Regions from separate parts of the Sus scrofa genome. Here region 1 is linked to region 2. A link is a contact called in public Hi-C data. All regions are on one chromosome and are shown on one strand. Each heading gives the region's core, a stretch centred on a gene start, on an enhancer-like site or on the middle of the called end of the contact. The rest is flanking DNA. Distances are from core to core; before and after follow the strand shown. Region 1 holds the start of UBA5 (ubiquitin-like modifier-activating enzyme 5). Region 2 holds the start of ACKR4 (atypical chemokine receptor 4).

Region 1 (3,937 bases), core at 800-3,299, 58 kb after region 2:
TTCCTCTACAGAGGTCTTGCACATACTTTATTAGAATAATATTTGGGGAAATTTGTAATTCTGATGCTCTTATTATCTTTCTGAAATTTATATCTTTATATTTTTATTGCTAAAGTTCAGAAATGCAATTTATTTTGGTATACTGAACTTTGATAAACTCCATTATTTTCTGTGGATTATTGGGTCTTTTATCGTTATCAATTAATTTCTACACATATATTTATTAGCTGTCTTCTATTGATTTCTGAACTTTGGCATTTATATTCTGAAATTTTTTCAGAATGACACTTTAGAATTTTTGAAACTTCCTTTGTGGCCTAACATGTCTTCAGTTTTCAAAAACTTTTTCATATGCCTTGGAAATAAATGTGTATTTTCTGTGGGGATAGTTCAATGCATATATACTATTTAAGCTGCAACTAATTTCATTTATCAAGCTCAATTCTGCTTTAACATTCAGTATAGCACTGGGAACTATATCTAGCTATTTATGATGGAGCATAATGTGAGAAAAAAGAATGTATACATGTATGTGTGACTGGGTCACCTTGCTGTACAGTAGAAAATTGACACAACACTGTAAAACAGCTATAATGGAAAAAATAAAAATCATTATAAAAAAACATTAAATTTAATTCAGAATTAAGTAACTCTCAGTAAGATAATCCTCCAACAACTCTAATGATTACTATCTCCATTTTGCCAAAGAAGTTAAATAACTTGTCCAGATTCTCAGAGCAAATTTGAACTTTGATCTGTTAGTTTACAACACAAGCCTTCTAGGCTAGAAACTTAAGCCATTTTTTATTCCAATTTCTCTTTCGTCCTACAATATCTATTGTGACATGGTGCCTTTTAATTCTATACTCCAAACTTTCTCTTATCCATTTTCCTTCCCACTATTTTTAATTTACCTGAAACCAGTAGTCAAGGAATATAAATGCCAGTGATAAATGCCACTGGTATATGGTGCTCTTACAATGTTAAATCTTTTCACATCATTTCATTATCAGGATTACTCAGAACAGGCAAGTATTTGTTACAGATTATGAAACAAGTTCTCAGAGAGTTCATGTAACACAGCATTTAAATTTCCCAGTCTGTAAGTGGCACATCTAATTTTTGGCAAGAGAGGACTGCTTCTATAGCTCTGCGTTTATCAAAATACTATTTTTAGAATTAAGTCTTTTAAAATTATTTTCTACTATACATCAGACTAGAAGCAAGTTCAAAGTGGAGAACAGTACTCTCAGGATGGTCGTCCAGTTCCATTCCCCTACTTCAGAAAGAATTAAAGCCCAAAATGGTGCTGCGATTTGCTAAATGGAAGATCTGGATTAGAATTCGGATGTCCCAACCGATATCATTAACTCACTCTGCAAGAATATGGCCAAAGTGAACGGAATGACATCTGCTTCTCAAAAAAAAAAAAAGTTATAGAACAAAAGTTGAGGGAAAGCCTCTCTAAATCCTGCAGAACCTCCAACCTTAAAGTGCCTCACTGAATCCTCTAAGTACGTAATTGTTAACAAAGATTCCTTCTCATAATTGGAATCGTGAATGTTACTGTGCTTCTATTATTGCTCTTGAATTAGAAATACCCAGAATGTAATGCAGGAGACTGGTGAGGGCAGCTCCCGCCTGCAAACTGCGTCACTGAGGAAAAATAAACAAGATGGGGTAAACTGAGAACCTACCCAAAGCCAAAGGGAAAAAAGTATAAGGCACAGATTTTTTTCTGCTGGAAATGGCTGGCGTCGATACCTGTACTGGGCAACAGTCAGCTTGGCCTCAGGCTCAGCCCCAAAGTCAGGCAAGTGCTGGTATAGGTAGGCTTCCAGGGACCTGCAGTCCAACTTGTGCTGGGGCAGCACTTCCCCCATCTCGGGACCGTGGGAGGCATCGGCCTTCATGATCGCTGCTGCATCCAATGACCACAGACTCACAGAAACCGCAACTCTTCGGGGCTCGGGGACACTCCACAGCTCGGGACGCCCGGGAGGAGGGGGGCCTGCGGTTCCAGCCAATCACAATTTCCCTCCCGGAGCCGAGGCTAGGCGGACTGGCTAGGTTAAGGGTTCTAGTCGCGAAGCGCCAGGAGGGCCTTGGTGTGTGTTCAGATTAAAATTTTTCACCTAGCCTCAGAATTAGAGGCCTCAATTCTAAATAAAGCAAAACCACATTAGTCACTCCGGCCAAATAAGAACTCCGAGGCCGCGTCCACCTCCGAATTTAAAGCACCAGCAAGCGGAAAACCTAAAAGGTTCGGCGCAGAAAAAGGTCCGTCAGGACGTCGAGCTCGGGAATAAAAGATTCTGAGGTTTCTCCTAGCTGCCCGGTTGGAAACGCAACGTCGCAGGATACTGGCTCTGGATGTTTATGACCCAGGCCCTGCTGCAGGTCGGTCTTTTAGGCCCGGGCGAAGAAGGAAGCTGAAAGTGACTGCGTTTTTATTTATTTTTATTTTTTGAGGGGGAACGATGACTGCAACACACAGGAAGCGGACCCCGTGCGAGGCCAGCGGGGCCGGTGGAGACGTGTAAGTTAGAGAGGTGAAGGGAGCCCTTTTCCGGGGTTGTGGGCTAGCAAGGCCGCCGCAAGGTACCTCCGCACATACCTCTTGCCCGCCCAGCAGCCAACAGTGTGGGGCGGCGGCGACGGCGACGGCCGGGGCTGGGAGGGCTGGCGGCCGGGGTCCCAGCCATGGCCGAGTCTGTGGAGCGGCTGCAGCAGCGGATCCAGGAACTGGAACGGGAACTGGCCCAGGAGAGAAGTCGCCAGGTCGTGGGGGACCGCGACGGAAAAGGCGGTCGGACCCGCATCGAGAAGATGAGCCCGGAGGTGGTGGACTCCAACCCCTACAGGTGACCTAAGTGGCGGGGCGGAGGGGGTGTGGGCGAGGTCACGGTCTCCAGGTGGTCAGGAGTGAGGTGCCCGCCGCTGCTCTCCAGCTCCCACATCCTCGTACCACCTCTCTTTTCTTGTTCTGAGGCCCCGTCCTCAAGCGGGCGAAGCCAGGTCTCTGTACTGGTGAAAAAAATGTTTTTTTCTCTTTTAAAACTACCCAGCTGAATCAGCCATATGGTGCTTCTCCTGTGTCTGCTGAGGACACGTATCAGCTTTCCTTCTGCCCCTGCCTCTATTAGTCTTACTTGCTCTGCCTAAAATTGATAGTAATAACTTTTAGAAGGTGACACCAAATGTAAAACCCAATGAGCACACGCTTCGAGCTTCATCGAGCCCTCTCAGTGTTTCTTAAATTACGGGTGTAGGAGAGGGCTGGATTAGCTCTAAAACCGTTGGCCTTCACCTGTGTTGTCCGCTCTCTTTCTTCGTTTCCTAAGGTTTGTGAATTCAGCAGGCTGAATGTAGCTTAGTGGTTGAGGGTAAGGACTCTAGAGCCAAACTGATTGAATTCAAATCTTAGCACCTGAGTAACCTGAAGAGCGTTCTGAACCTATCTGCTTCAGTTTCTCACTTTTAGTATCTCTGTCCAGCTGTGAAGATTGAAAATGTAAGTATATGTAAAGTTCTAGAATAGTGTTTGTACATACTAAGCCCTGTACAAGACCTTATTGCTAGTGAATATGGTAACAGTTACTGAGCTTTCACTACCTGCTTAACACTTTGCATGCATTGTCACCTTTTTCTCCTTATCACAACCCTAGATGGTGGCTACTATATTTGACCCTCATTTTATAGGGGAGAAAGTTGAGGCTTAGCTGCTGTGACCTGCCTTAGACCATAGTGCTAACAGTGTAGCTAAAAAGGCCTGGACTGGCATCGTTTGTTTTACTCCAAAGTCCATGTGGAACTGTAAATAGTGTGACTAAAAACTGAATAGTTTTAAAGTTGGTGAAACAGGAAAGATTATTGTTGCTCTTCCCCTTCAAAGAGCAGGAGGGTTTGGGTTTTAACAAAAAGTTTTATTACATAA
Region 2 (3,944 bases), core at 1,361-3,860:
TTAAAAATATTTATTATCTATTATGTGCCAGGCACTATTCTAGATATCTATATATGATATCTATAGATAGATTGATCAAGGAACAAAGCATGCAAAAGTCCCTGCTCTGATGAAGTTTATAATCTAACACAGGGTGAGAGATATTAGATGTCAAACAAAATATAAATGATATCGTCATCAGCACAGGAAAACTGCTATAGATAGGTAAGGTTGATTGGAAGTATAGGCCGGTGAGAGGTATTTAATTAATTTCTTCCTCCATTTTATTGAGATATAATTGACATATATGTGCGGGGCATAATGATTTGACTTCCATACACCATGAAATGATTATCACAATAACTTAAGTGAACATCCATCATCACATACAGATACAAAATTAAATAGAAAAAAAATTTTTTTCTTGTGACAATAACTCTTAGTTTACCCTCTTAACAACTTTCTCATATAACATATAGCAGTGTTAATTCTATTTATTATGTTGTACATTATGTCTCTACTACTTATTTATCGTATAACTGGAAGTTTGTACCTTTTTGACCACCTTCATCCAATTCCCACCCCTCTCCTCTCTGCCTCCGGTAGTCAACACATATCTGATCTCTTTTTTTATAAATTTGTTTTTGAAGTACAAGTCACCTACAACACTATACTAGTTCCCATTACACAACATAGGAATTTGATATTTCCATACATTTTAAACTGACCACGGTGATAAATCTAGTTATGATATGTCACCATACAAAGATATTACTTAGTTATTGACTATATTCTGCACACTGTACATTTTATCCCTGTGACTCATTTATTTTGCAACTGGAAGTTTGTAATACCCTTTTAAGAATCTGTAATCTCTTAATCTCCCTCACCTATTTCTTTCCTCTTCCCACCCTCCTCCCATCTGGCAACCATCTGTTCTCTGTATCTAACTGTTTCTGTTTTGTTATGTTTGTTCATTTGTTTTGTTTGTGAAGGGATATTTTAAATAGAATAGTCAGGAGTTGTCTCAGTGAGGAGGTGGTGATGGGACAAACCACTTGAAAGACATGAGGGAGTGAGCCTTGCAAATATTAAGAGGAAGCACATACCAGGCAAATAGAAGAGCCAGTACAAAAGCCCTAAAAAAGGAATGTGCCTGGTACATTTCCAAACAGCAAGGAGGTGGCGTCCCAGAACAAGCAAGCAAAGGGGTGAGTAGTCAGATACAAGTTAGAGGGGTAATGAGGCAAGGAGGCAGACCTTATGGGATCTTGAAGACTACTCTAAGAATTAGTGGAGGGTTGTTTGTTTACTTCCTCTTGCTCCAACATATATAAAATAAAGAAAAATAAGAGGGAAGAGAAGGTGAAAGACCAGAGAGTCTAGAGAAGGCAGGGATAACATTAAGACCTGTATCTTTCAGAAGGCACCAAGAGATCAGAGTAATGATCAGCTATGGTAAGAAGAAGAGATCCCTCTTTTGAAAGAGGTGTGTTTAGCGCCTGCTGGGGAAGGCTGATACGCTTATCTCTTAGCAACTTTGCCCTCAGTGACTTCACACCGGTAGCAGAAATTGGCCATGGTGGGAGTATTCAAACCATGGAAAATGGCAAATACTGCAAACCCAGGCCTTTGTTTTTGTTTTATTTTGTTTTAGGTGAGCTGGTTTTGCTGCATGCAAATAACTCTCAAAGACTGGTGGATTTCAAGGAGAAGCTGGCTGTACCCTCACACACATACCTTGGGAAGATGAAGCCCCAATGATCTAGAGCCTCTTTTCTGTGAGTCAATAGGAAAGTTTTATCAGTTGCTTGGAGGAAAACAAAAGGAATAGGTCTGAAATAATTTCTGAAGGTGGAGACTAAGCCTAGCTTAGCTAGAGAAGATAACTAATAACTAAGGGAACTGTCATGCAAATGTGAAGAGTCAAGGTCAAATGGACCACAAGGATTAAATCTGCATATATTCTCTTCTTTCTCTAATTTTCATTTGTTTGGAAGTAGGGAGACAGGGAGAGAGCCTCCCTAGACAGAAGGATTTTGAAAGTTTGTAACTAGTCATTGAAGATTACAAGTCAGAAAAATAACTTAAAGTCATGAGGAAAGCATGTCTGGAGGTCAAGGACAGAGAAGGTGAATAGTGAAGTCACAGGGGTCTCATAGTTTAAGTAAAATACAAAATAATTGATGTGGTATAAACATTTAAATTTTACTATACATGCCTAGTGATTACTTGGAATTTCATTTAGTCCTCAAAACGATGGCTTTCTGGGTCAGAATCATTTTGTTCTTTCTCAGACAAAATAATTTTAGAGAATATTTGTCTAGATGCTATCTACAAGTACTTGTTAGCTGCTTTGGTTTGGCAATCATGCCTCAGCTGCCGGCATGTTCTTGTTCCCTTGGGCTAAGTGGAACTTTGAAACGTCTGTAGTTTTTGAAACAAGATTGAATTTTTTCAAGTTTGGAACCTAGGATACTTAAGAATTTGGATTTGACTTCACAGGATGGTTATACATAAAATAAAAGATAAGTGCTCACAAGGTTAAATTTCCGGAAAGCCCTCCTGGATGTAAGACAAGGGCGGGGTGTAAAACGAAAACAAAAGTAGCCTGAGTTGGAGAGTTCATTTGATTTTACTCTGCACTCAAGACTGCTCCTCTCTGCGGACTGAAACAGGTTGGTTTTTTTCCTTTCTTTTTTCACTCAGACTTGAATATGATTTATTTTTTGAGCCCAAGGACTTTACCTATTTACCTATGTAGAGGGAGTCTTGATGCATGTTTACATATGCAAACAAGAGCTATTTGAAAAAGTTATACACTTTAACCTCAAAATAAAAATATGAATATAGCAAGAAGAAATATTATTTTAATACCATTACTTGCCTAAAAAACTTTGTTAATAATAGGTTCTGCTATACCAGTTTTTCCTGCTTTGTTTTATAAACACTAATTTTTTTGTTCTTATAATAATTATAAAGGCATTTAAGTGTGTTTCTATGTATTTGCCAGAAGGATAACTTCTGCAAATAATTTCCACTCCTACTCTTATTTACCTGTATTTTTTTGTACAATTAATTCTTATTTAAAAGTATCTTTCATTAATACCTTATACGGTTTGGCCATATTATATTATCACCAGGTTCAAGATTTCTGTGATGAAAGAGAAAGAAAGAACAAAGTTCGTGTTGTGTTAATAATTAACATATAAGAAAATGAAGACTAGTCTTCCAGATCAGAACTTTTCAAATAACTTCAAGGATAAAATAGCCATTTTAAATTGTGAGCACCTGGTTTTTACATAATGAAAGCAGTTCTATGTGGTTTTTTCCACAGGGGGGCCTTCTTCACTTTGCTTTACTCAGCCATGAAAGGTTAGAAAGTATAAGAATATTCTTTTGTAAATGTAGCACAAACTGGCACACTATTTTTCATTAAATGAATCTATAAGAATATATGAAATACTTCCAAGGACAAAAATAACCTGATGGAGACAGAACGGCTAAGGAAAAAGCAAAGTAAAACTCAGCACTATAATAAAAATATTCAAAGTTATTGTTTCATATATTTTAAAATTTGTGAATTCTGTGAAAGCTTATCTTAATATTACCGAGTGTTAATAGCCAATATAGTAAAATAACTTAATGATGAGACAGGAGATTCCTGGAGTATCATCTTTCCATTCTAGAGTAATAGCATAACACCTACGGTAAAACCTGTACTTTAACAAATATTAGCTGGGCACCTAGAATGTGCCAGACACTCTCTCAGGTATTAATTACAAATATAAATCCAACAGGCCATAATCTTAGGGAACTTAGAGCAAAGAGGGAAATGATAGCCTGGGAAACATGTCTTCCATAGGATGGGTTCAATTCTCTGAAAGCTATGTATATATATACCTATCAGATCAGGAAAGTCTTCTTGAGTGGTGACATCCAAGTTAACTGAGTAGGAGTTGGCC

What was found. Hi-C and Micro-C count contacts between places; a contact is called where the count stands out from the background.
Region 1: a Hi-C map of liver shows a contact between it and region 2, with 4 times the contacts expected there. The contact joins the promoter of UBA5 here to the promoter of ACKR4 in region 2. A contact is called at or near these places in 1 of 5 promoter capture datasets (liver), 5 of 47 Hi-C or Micro-C datasets (adipocytes, epiblast stem cells and liver) and 1 of 2 datasets of contacts at active chromatin or transcription factors (alveolar macrophages).

What each region holds. Positions count from the first base shown.
Region 1 is chr13:73,829,436-73,833,372 of Sscrofa11.1, forward strand. UBA5 (ubiquitin-like modifier-activating enzyme 5) reads left to right here and starts at 2,050. Exons shown (of 12, transcript XM_003132421.6): 1 at 2,050-2,864. The coding sequence starts at 2,704. ACAD11 (acyl-CoA dehydrogenase family member 11) reads right to left here and starts at 2,061. Exons shown (of 21, transcript XM_001924765.5): 1 at 1,765-2,061. The coding sequence starts at 1,913. LOC110256298 (a long non-coding RNA gene) reads left to right here. Exons shown (of 2, transcript XR_002337685.1): 2 at 1,216-1,774.
Region 2 is chr13:73,771,252-73,775,195 of Sscrofa11.1, forward strand. ACKR4 (atypical chemokine receptor 4) reads left to right here and starts at 2,611. Exons shown (of 2, transcript NM_001097430.1): 1 at 2,611-2,657. All of the region lies in intron 14 of ACAD11 (acyl-CoA dehydrogenase family member 11), which reads right to left.